2 separate regions of the Mus musculus genome follow, and region 1 is linked to region 2. Evidence: chromatin contacts called from public Hi-C data. All regions are on one chromosome and are shown on one strand. The core of a region is the stretch at or near the end of the contact, and the rest is flanking DNA. Distances in the headings are between cores, read along the strand shown. Region 1 overlaps Gadl1 (glutamate decarboxylase-like 1). Region 2 has its middle 43 kb from the start of Gadl1.

Region 1 (5,723 bases), core at 3,113-5,612, 120 kb after region 2:
TGTGTGTGTGTGTGTGTGTGCACATGTCACAATGCACCTCTGGAAGTCAAAAACCTCTTTGCAGTTGTGAGCTCTCTCCGTCCACTGTGTGGATTGTTGGGATGGAGCTCAGGTCATCAGGCCTAGCTGCAAGAGAACACAGTAACTAAGCCCTGGCTTGAGTGTTTTCCTGAAGGCTCTCCCAGTCTGTACTTTGTATTTTGTATGAGGCTCTTGAGGATCTGCAGACTGAGTATGAAGTGCTGTTAGAACCACCACCCATGGAGAGTGAGAGACAATGGTAAGCCTCGAATGTAAATGTACAGCATTGTAAAGCAAACAATTACATTAAAGCAAAGAGCATAGCCGCAAAGCCAGACACCCTCCATGCCTTTCTTCCTTCTGCTGACTAATTTTTCTTTTTAGTCATCTTCAGTAGTCAGACATCCCGTGAAGAGCATACTTTTTTTATTCCTTTAATTTTTCTTAGGAAGTTGTAATGGGTGTTTCCTGAGTTTGTTGTCACTTCAATGTATTCTAGCCATTTGTTTATGTGCTGGGTTCTGAGGGAAGTGTCACTGTATTGCCCAGGGTGGCTTCAGACTTCTAGCTGTCAAGCAATCCTTCTGCCTCGGCCTCTGGAGTAGGTGAGAATTTGAGCGCTTTACTGTGCCAGCTATGTCCTTACGATCCCCCCATATTGTGGAATAACCTGCCTCATATTCTCCCTCGTTTGCACTCGAGCATATGAACACACGCTCAATTCCTTTGTCCATTCCGTTGTTTGTAAGCACTTGGGTGATTGCAGCTTTGGGTTTTGACATAAATTTGCTGTGAACATTTTTCTTTTTGTATATATCCTTATTGCTCACTGAATCTTGGAAGTCCCATCTGGAATCATTTTCTTTCTTGAAGACTGTACTTAGGAATGTCTTATTGGCTGATTTGATAGCATATTGTGACTTTAAAAAAAAAAACTGTCTATTTCCCCCACATCTACAACTCCAATGAGTGAATTCCTTTTAGGACTTTGACGATACATCCTCTTACACAGACTTTCCCCTGCTTTTTGGTATTATGTTTAAATGTTACCCGTTTAAGTGTCATTTTTTTTATGATGAAATGACTTTTCCCTTAGGTTTCTGTTAACATTTTCAAGCTTTTAAAAAATGTTTGCTACTTATGTTCTAAATATGAGTTTTGTTGAATGTCTCATAACTGGGCTTTTTACATTTGTGGAGTGTTATTTTTTTATAAGCTCAGAAAGTCTCTGCTTGGTCATTGATTCGGTCTCCTTATCTCTTTCTCTGCCACTGCAGCTGAGTGCCTATGGGACTTCTGCGTGTATGGCCTTTCCCCCTATGACCTTATTGCGTATGTTCCATAATCTTGCCCTTTGTCGACTTATTTCTTTATTTAGTGTGGGAACAGGCATGCATACGCCACAGTGCATGCATAGAGGTCAGAGGACAACTTGCAGGGGTCAATTCTATCCTTTTACCTTGTTGGTTCTAAGTTCAGCTTGTGTCTTCAGGCTTAGCGACAAGCTCTTTTACTACACAAGCTGCCCAGTCAGCACCAAGTTTGACTTTGAAAAGTTTTTTGTATATGAGTATGCATGTATATTTATGTGTGTATGCACATGCACGTGTATGCCTGGGTATACGTGCACATGTGGGACCGTGGAGAATGGAGACAGAGGACAGAGGACAACCTTGGCTCTCTCTCCTCACTTGTTATTCACATTGTTTATTGAGACAAGGTTTCTCCCTGTCCTGGAACGTACCAGTTAGGCCAGGCTGGATGCCCAGGGACCACAGGGATCTAGTCTCTACCTACCCAGAGCTGGTATAAACCGTGTCTAGCATTTTTCCATGGGTTCTGAGGAAGCACTTGGCTGACGGAACCATCTCTGTAACCCACCTTCGCACTGATCTCACTGAACATCGTACACAGACTTCAAGCTTGTCTTTGCTAACTTCAAACTCTGGGCTCTTCTTATTGCCTCCCCCACCCTCGTCCCGTGTGTGTGTGTGTGTGTGTGTGTGTGTGTGTGTGTGTGTATGTGAGAGAGAGAGAGAGATACCAACAGCTCACCTGTAGAATGCCTTTTTCTTCACAATGGTCACATATTTAATTTTTTACCTTTATGGCCTAAGATAAAGCAACTTCCTTCATGGAGGATTATATTTTCATTCTTCTTGGTCTCAGGGGAGGTCATAATTCAAAGGTCAGAGCTCAAACACTTTCTAAATCTCTAGGGCATGGCATGTTTATCTATTTAAGGGTAGGGACCTTAGAGAACTGGAGAAAAAAGACAATATTTTTTTCTGGCCATGGTGACATTGAACCCCATGAATTGTTTCCTTAGCCTATTGGTGTCTACTATGAGAAGAGACAGTCACATCAGGCTCATGGTGGCCACAGAGCTCCCTTATCCCCTCATTCTGACTCTCATCTTGGGAACCTCCCCAAGGAGGTTCTGCCCAGGTCTTAGGATAGAACTATAACAAATCTCTTCCTCGCATTCCATCCCATCTTTGTATCGTCCATCCGTGGGTCCCTGGACAGATGGGTCGGAGACGTAACTATGAGTGTGGAGTTTATGCTTTGCTTCAGCTTTTCAGATTGTGTTCTGTAAGAAGATTTCTGATGAACTGATTGATGGGCAACAAGATTTTGACTTGTAATCTTCAGCTTTGGTTTGATATAGCCATTGGGGGCATCTGGCACTGGGGGCATCTGACATCAGGGGTATCTGGCATTGGAGGCATCAATTACTCTAATCCCTTCTGTTCAATCTTTATAATTATGATGCCTACTGTGTATCCAAATAAGGCCTAATCTATTCCCTGAGCAAACTCAAATGCTAACAGGACAGACTTTAAGCAAATATCTAAGATATGTTTGCTTTTAGCAATGTAATGAGAAATAGGTACTAAGAAAGTGTGGATCAGGAGAGTGAATGTCGCTAGGGGATGGTAGGAAAACTTAGTTGCATCAAAAATGGTTTTGTGTGTTGGGGGGGTGCATACATGTGAGTTATAGACAGATGCACTTGTGGATACATGTAGAGTCCAGAGCAGGGCACTCGGCAGCTGCCTTCCTCTATTATTCTCCACATTATTACTTTGTGACAGGGCATCTTACTGAACAATAAAGCTTGCCATTTGGACAAGACTGGCAGCCTCTTAGATCTTTGGATCCATCGGTCTCTTCAATCCAGTGCTGGAGTTGCAGGCATGCTTAGCCATGTGAGACTTTTTACATGGACACTGAACATTCAAACTCAGGAGCATAATCTTACAGAAAGCAAATTTTCTTACCCACTGGTTCATTCTTGCACCTAAAAATGACTTTGATATGGCCAGTTCTTGATATTTTCTTTCTATAAGTAAAACACACACACACACACACACACACACACACACGCACGCACGCACACACACACACACACACACACACACGCACACGCACACGCACACGCACACGCACACGCACACGCACACACACACACACAGTCATGATAGTAAAGAGAGCCACATACAGAGAAGATCATAGAACTCATGTGGCCAATAGCCAACATTAGATCAACCAAGCCTGGGAGTCCAGGCTTGTCACTCCATCATTCAGGAGCCAGAGGATGGGAAATTATGAGTTCAAGGCCAGTTTGTGGTACATGAGATTTTAATTTAAAAAGCAAACCATAGTTTTCCTAATGCATTTGTGTTAATATATTAGTATATATGTGTTAGTACACATGTTAGCGCATGCATGATAGACACATATTAAATACACACATGTGTATGGTACACATGTGTATGGTACACATGTGTATGGTACACATGTGTGAATTACTTGCTTCCAGAACCATTTTCTTATTTTCTATACTCCTTAAATAGAGTCTAACAAGGCTTAGATAGTTTCTTTTTTAAAACCAATGTGTGTGTTGGTGACAATAAGTGAGTATGTATGCGAGCGCACATACATGCACTGTGCTCCTGTAGAGGCCAGAGGTCATTTGAAGGTGTCTTCCTCTATCACTGTCTGCCTCACTTTCTGAGGTGTCTTTTACTATACCTGACGCTCACCACTTCAGCTGTATCTCGGTGAATCATGAGATCCACCCATCTTGCTGTCCAGCCAGTCCTGGGGTTCCAGGTACACTCCACTATGCTCAGCTCTGATGTGGCCGCTGGGGGATCTGAACTCAAGTTTGTGTGATTGTACAGGAAGCGCATTGCCCACGGAGCCAACTCTTGAGCCCCAGAACTAATCTCCCATCCTCAATAATTTCCATAACTCTCATAGAAGCAGCTGATTCAACAAGCTCTGTAATTGTGCACTGTGTAAAAACCCCACGTGTGTCTTCAGAGGTCTTTATAGTAAGGCTGACCACACTATCCTCATCTGCCCATATCTCCGACTGTGACTTCTGGAGTCGTCAGCGGTTTCACTGGAGTCGAGTGCCAAGCCTGCTGGCAGAGGGTACCATTCTCTGGAAATCTCATCCTCTCTTCCGTCCCTAATTCGTTGAGTTTCTGTCACCTTTCCCGGCATCCAAACTTCGCATCAGCAGAGGAAAAATGTCAAGTGTGACCAGGCTTGCCTAGTACAAGCTTCGCCTTAGAGACACTAGCTGAGAGCCAGCTTTGTGTAGCACCCTCCTCCAGCTCAGTGAGGAATGAACAATGAAGTCTAACCAACTGTCCACATCCAGAATTTCAGAAATCGAATAGTACATAAACCAGAGAAGTAGAAAATGCCGGGAAAGGGCCATGGAACAAAACCTAGGGCAAGGCAAGGATCCAACCCGAAACTCTGCGGCCAGAGTGGTCTTTCCAGCACATTGAACAGCACTGAGTGTCTCCCAGGGTCCTGATTGCTGTGATTACTCTGCTCTCAAAGCTTATCCTGAGAAGCATTGGAGCCAGTTGCCATACTTAAAGGTTATTGCTGCCAAACATTGTCTGTTTATGCTTCCTAATAGCTCTGCGGAGACGTTTAATTTTACAAGCTTTGTATTGAACATTTTAAATATTTATTTGTGTCTTTGTGTGTGCACAAAATTTTAAATATTTATTTGTGTGTGTTCACAAATACACACACACACACACACACACACACACACACACACACACACACACGGGACAGCAAGGCAGTGAGTGAGTGACCTGTGCTCACAAGGGAGGAATACACTTGTGTGTCATAGCGTGTGTAAAGGTGAGAGAATAACTTTTGAAAAGTTGGTTCTCACCTTCCAGCTTGTTGATTCTTGGTTGCCTTCTTGTTGATTCTTGGTCGCCTTCCCTGTTGATTCTCGGTTGCCTTCTTGTTGATTCTTGGTCGCCTTCCCTGTTGATTCTGATGCGTGGCATGGTCCGAGTTAGCTGGTCTGGGAGCTTCTAGGCTGTCTCCATCTCCCGTTTCCGTATCTCCCTGTAGATGTGCTGAGACTGAAGATGCTCACTTCTGAGTGAGCACCTGTAGTCACTATAGCTTTTTACATGGCTCAAGGATACCTTGGACTTCTGATCCTCCTGCCTCCGTTTGTATGTCACTATCATTTAACTCTAGTCTGAAGGGACAGCATATGTGAAAGTCATAAGAACAGTGGCACTAAAGGCAAAATTTCTAGGCAGGTTCTGGGGACAGAACACAAGCCACGAGTAACGAGTTATCTTTCCTTTTTTATGCACTATGAAACTTTACCTGGTGTATATAGAATATTTCAAGCATAAATA
Region 2 (5,329 bases), core at 2,071-4,570:
TGGTTAGACCATCTGAGATGGTTGGCCTTGGGACTCTCAGCATTCCAGTCTCTCCACGGTGCAGCAGCTCTAACCTGTTGCTTGGCCTCTGCAGACACGACTTCTCTCTCTCTCTCTCTCTCTCTCTCTCTCTCTCTCTCTCTCTCTCTCCCTCCCTCCTTCTCTCTCTCTGTCTCTCTTTCTTTCTCTCTCTCCCTCCCTCCCTCCCTCCCTCCATCCTTTTCTCTCTCTTTCTCTCTCTCTCTTTCTTTCTTCCTTCCTTCCTTCCTTCCTTCCGCCCTCCCTCCCTCCCTCCCTCCCTCTCTCTCTCTCCCTCTCTCCCTCCCTCCTTTTCTGTCTCTCTTCCTCCCTCCTTCTCTCTCTCTCTCTCTCTCTCTCTCTCTCTCTCTCTTTCTTTCTTTCTTTCTTTCTTATTCATTGTCCTGTGGACCTCATATCCCTGTCTATTTGACAGGCATATCATATACACTGTCACCAATTTTTTAAAAAGTCACACCATGTTGGACAGAACCCTTCAGCCTTGCAGTAGGAGCAGACTGTAGACTGATGCTTACACCTGTCCCTGACTACACCCCCAGGACAGGTGTTCAATCACCCCTGAATCTACCTACTCTTCTGTCCCCAAGACATGGTGCCTACATCTTTATATGCATCACAGGATGCTATTTGACTAATTCTCTGAGGACTCCAGAGGCCTCAGGGCTAGAGCGTCTCCAACATTCTTGTCAGAAAGAAACAAGCTGGGAATTATCTGGAAGGTTGGAGATTATCTATCCTAAGAAGAGGCTGATGGCTTTCTCCTCTTTCTCTTCCTCCCTCCTAGTTTTCCTCCTCTTCCTCTTCATTCTTTTCCTCTTACCCTTTGTTCAAGTGTAATTTTTTCTATCTCAGTATGCCCTAGAACTCATCTGGTATTGATATTAAAATGGAAATCCATCTTTTTAAGATTTTTTTGTATTATCTTTAATGATGTGTGTTCAAGAGTGCCTGTGTGTGCATGCATGAGTGTGTTTGTGTGTGTGTATGTGTGTGTGTGTGTGTGTGTGTGTGTGTGTGTGTGTTATGTCTGAGAATATGAGCTCAGGTACCTGTGGAGACTAGAGGTGTTGGATTCCCTGGAACTGGAGTCACAGGTTGTCGTAAACCAACCCGTGTGGGTGCCAGGCACCAAACTTGGGTCCTATGAAATAGCAGTGCTTACTCTTCTGAGGCATCTTCCCCGTCCCACGTTCATCGCTTGAGCTTGCATGTGGAGAGAATTTGGACTAAAGACTGCCCTTCCTGAGTCACTGCCACATGCCTTAGGTATTCCTTCCTGTCTTTCTCTGTCTCTGCGTTTCCCTCCTTCCTTTCCTTTTTTCTTCCCTTCTTTTTGCTTATCTGTCTATTTACAATGTTAAATCTGTAAATATTCTAATACAATAGACCACAGGAAAACTAGCATGGTCACCCCACCCTTGCCTGCCACTCAGCATCAAGATCTTCCCATCTTACCAACCTGCTTTATCTGTATGTTGAATAATATGAATTAATTTATTGTAAACATTCAGGATGCATCTCTAAAAGCATCTTCAAAAACACACTCTGATATCATGTCAGGATCAAAATCGATAATTCTTCAGTATTGTCACATAGCGATAGCTTTGGTTGTCTCAGGAACACCTTTCTTTCTCCAGTCAGTCCCTCAGGAACTGCTCAGGCAGCATTGAGCCCCTGTGTGTCCCCCGAGTCTCTGGAGAGGTTCCTCCCTCAGCCCCCCTTCTCTCTTTCCTTTTGTATAAATTTTCTTGAAGAAGCCAGGCCATGAGTCTTGTAGCATGTGCATTCTAGATTTTCCCCACACCTTGTGGGCATTGCTTAACAAGTCCTCTGTTCATGACTTGCTCTGAACTGACAGGCCTGACTGCACACTGTCTTTATGCAATAATACAACTGTTTTTACTTTTTAAAATTACTTTTTTTTTAAAGTGTGAGTATGTGTGTGTTTGTGTGTGTGTGTGTGTGTGTGTGTGTGTGTGCAGGTCCCCATGGAGACCAGGAGGGGGCAATAGATTCTCATGGAGGTAGAATCACAGATGTTTGACAGCCACAAATGTGGCTGTGGAGAATGGGACCTGGTCCTCTACAATGGCAGCAAGTGCTCTGAACTGCTAGGCCATCTCCCCAGTACCTAATAGTAGCAATACTTAAGGACAGCTTGTCCCCTTCGAAAAAATGATCTATAGGTTGTGTACAGCAAGTTCTGGGTAAAATATGAAATCCTTCAGACCTCATTTAGTGTTTTATGGAGAAAGATAAATTTCAATGAATATCTATATCTTGGGGTATTCATGACAAATAAATTATTTTTGCCATGTGATCAAAAGTGATGACTTAAAGAAAGCACAGTATATTAAAATACAAATATAATTCATGCACCTATTTTATATACATAAAACAGTATACACTGTAAAGACATAAAAAGCCTATAGTAACATATAGTATGCAATTGAAAACATACTTGTGGATACTTTTTCATTTTAATAGTATATACAAAACTGTAATAGATATTGTAATTTAATATACTTTATTTAAGTATATTTAAATAAATATACATTTGTTTTAGCATATATAGCTTTCAGTTTGTATATATGGTATGTGTGTGTGTGTGTGTGTGTGTGTGTATGTGTGTGCACATGTGTGCACATGTGTATATGTGTGCCTGTCTGTGTTCGTGTGAATGCAGGCACATGCATGCTATGATGTGTGTGTGAAGCCCAGAGGACAACTTCAGGTTAATCCTTGCCTTTTATCTTGTTTGAGATGAGGTCTCTTTGTTCTTCCCCACTGTGTATGGCAGGGTAGCTGCCCACCAGCCTCCTGGGAGTCTCTTGTCTCTGTCTCCTATCTTGCCATAGGAGTGTGACGATTACAGATTCATATCATTGCATAGGGCTTTGTGTGGGTTCTGGGGACCCAAATATAAGCACTTATGCTTGTACGGCCAGTACTTTAACCATTGAGCCATCTTCTAGCCCCAAGGATTGCATATTTTAATATGCTTTAAAGTATTATTCACACTTTTAAATATTAACAACTATGTATGTATATATTTGCATCTACACCTTACAAAGTGTTATTATTTTTTAATACTTATAAAATGCATTATGTTTCCTGGTTTTTTTTTTAAGTTTCTAGAAATCTCCTCCCTAGGAGCAAGGCCATTCATCAGCAAGAAAAAATATGGCATCATGCACATTCATGACTCAGGTCACATATTCTATCCACAAACATGACTCTCCCCTCTGTGTGCCAGGCCTTGTCAAGAAGGCTCTGCACTGAGTGTGTCTGTTCTCATGTGCACATGGCCCACACTGGAGGGAGCTGCTGAGTCCTCTCATCATCTCCCTGTGTCTGTCACCTGTGATCCCCGTGCTCCCTCTGGTATGCTCACTGCTATCAATTTAGCTGCTGCACTTATGCCTCATGCTTTGTGTCTAGACACGGCCTAGTTTTTAGAGAGTTCTGACCTTTCTCTTTAGAGGATCCAATTTTAGCTCCAAAGCCAGAGAACTTGAGCCTCTGATTACTCATCTGGCACACTGCCTGGTCTCTTGTAGTGTCAGAGAGAGAGAGAGAGAGAGAGAGAGAGAGAGAGAGAGAGAGAGAGAGAGAGAGAGAGAGATTTCAGAACTCCTTTCTATAATAGAATTGATCTAGAAATGGTATGCCAGTTAGCTATTGTGCCCCCTACTACCCACCTAAGTTAGTGGCTCTAAAAAATAATAATTTACTTAACTCATGGCTTCAGGAGTGAATAATGTAGGTGAGGCATAGCTGGATGATTCCGGTCCTGCCTGGCCTCCATCCAGCAAAGACTCAAAGGTGAGATGTGTTTTCTGATGCTGCTGGCTTGTCTTTTAATTACTTACTTCATCATGAGGACAAGTGTCTGGCTCTTATGGTCTGCTGTCCTTCAGTATGTCAGTTTGGGTTCAAATAAGGGTCCAAAGATGTGAAAAGGAGATGGCTCATGCTTGGACCCTTCACACAAACAAATAGTCTCTCCTAAAAGAGAGCTGCCACAGAGCAATAATGCAGAGAGGGTGTGTACGGCGAGGGTGGAGCCTGGTAGTCATTTTGCAAACCATGGTTTGTTTCTGGGCAGTCATGGCTGAGGACCAGGGTGGAAGCAAATTCCTCCTGCAATGTCTTGCTTATGGTCACATCAAAGGAAGTGATCTGTCACTAGCAGACGACCAATCACTGACAATGAGTCAGTCTAGAGAGTTGCCCAGTCTGAAATATTACATGTATATTTCAGACACACAAAGCAAAGATCACACAAGGCCAGAGTCAAAGCTACACATTCCCATCTATTCTCTCAAGCGACACCAGTCATGATTAGGGGATGAGATCTAGACAGACCCTCCTTTGCATGGAGAGAGGACCACCTTCACTTCATCAGATGTCAGGGCTGCGGGTTTGATGAGTCTCCAGGCAGCCCAACTCCCCTGGAATGTTATTTCCTTCTAACATTACATGCTTGTCAAAGCAGTGAGGTATTACAGAGACGGGCTGTGGAAGTGCATGTCAAGGAGCATTCTGAGAGATGGAAGTGAATGGCGCACAGACCATTTAATTTTGAAACCAGCTCTGATTTCCAAATTTAGTTGAGACCTCTTGATGGGGACCTTTCCCACCTGGTGTTTATCCTTACTTCACCTATGGGGGGGGGGGGGCGGCGGTGCATGGTTAGTAGAAGACATACATGATGACCCAGACAGAAGTTCTCCAGGGTCTTGGAGAATTGATCCTACCCAATAAATACCCTTCATTCTACACTTTCTTTCACTATTTCCCTGTTATAGTCACCTGACACCTTCTAATGGGATTCAATTTTATTTCAACTTAATGGGGGGAAAACACCCCTGTGAGAGTTATGGTACTGGTTGCTTCTCTTTTCTTGTGGCCCATCCAGATTAGTGCTAGCAGCCCTTGTTGCAGCAGTGACAAAATGCCGGACAAAGAAATGTAAGGAGGAAAGGTTTATTAGGGCTCAGGTTTCTTGGCCGCAGGAGCTTGAGGCAGCTGGTCACGCTGAGTCTGTGGTTAGGAGGCAGAGAGAGATGGACACGCGTGATCCACTCACTTTCTCTATGCTCAGCTCCATCTCAGTCTTCTCTGGGGCGGTGCTGCCCACACTCAGCGTCCGGCTTTTTCCTCAGTGAGCTCTTTCTGAAAACTCCTTCATAGACATGGCCAGGCGAGTGTTTCTGTGGTGACTTTGCATCCAGTCAAACTGACAGATGAAGGTGAACCATCAGGCAAGCTCTTTGATGCCTCCCCA

The links. Hi-C and Micro-C count contacts between places; a contact is called where the count stands out from the background.
Region 1: a contact with region 2 is called in a Hi-C map of muscle stem cells, with 2.4 times the contacts expected there. The contact joins two enhancer-like sites. A contact is called at or near these places in 1 of 39 promoter capture datasets (embryonic stem cells) and 15 of 484 Hi-C or Micro-C datasets (embryonic stem cells, muscle stem cells, nephron progenitors and 1 more).

What each region holds. Positions count from the first base shown.
Region 1 is chr9:115,981,584-115,987,306 of GRCm38.p6, forward strand. The region is part of intron 11 of Gadl1 (glutamate decarboxylase-like 1); the gene reads left to right. Among named protein-coding and RNA genes, the nearest start is that of Gm31234, 6.5 kb to the left of the region's middle. Within about 2 kb of position 4,363, at least 1 of the 459 cell types and tissues checked has an H3K27ac peak or open chromatin away from gene starts, as enhancers often do. A contact at or near this core is called in muscle stem cells, where this site is marked.
Region 2 is chr9:115,864,016-115,869,344 of GRCm38.p6, forward strand. No RefSeq gene overlaps it. Among named protein-coding and RNA genes, the nearest start is that of Gadl1, 43 kb to the right of the region's middle. Within about 2 kb of position 3,321, at least 15 of the 459 cell types and tissues checked have an H3K27ac peak or open chromatin away from gene starts, as enhancers often do. A contact at or near this core is called in muscle stem cells, where this site is marked.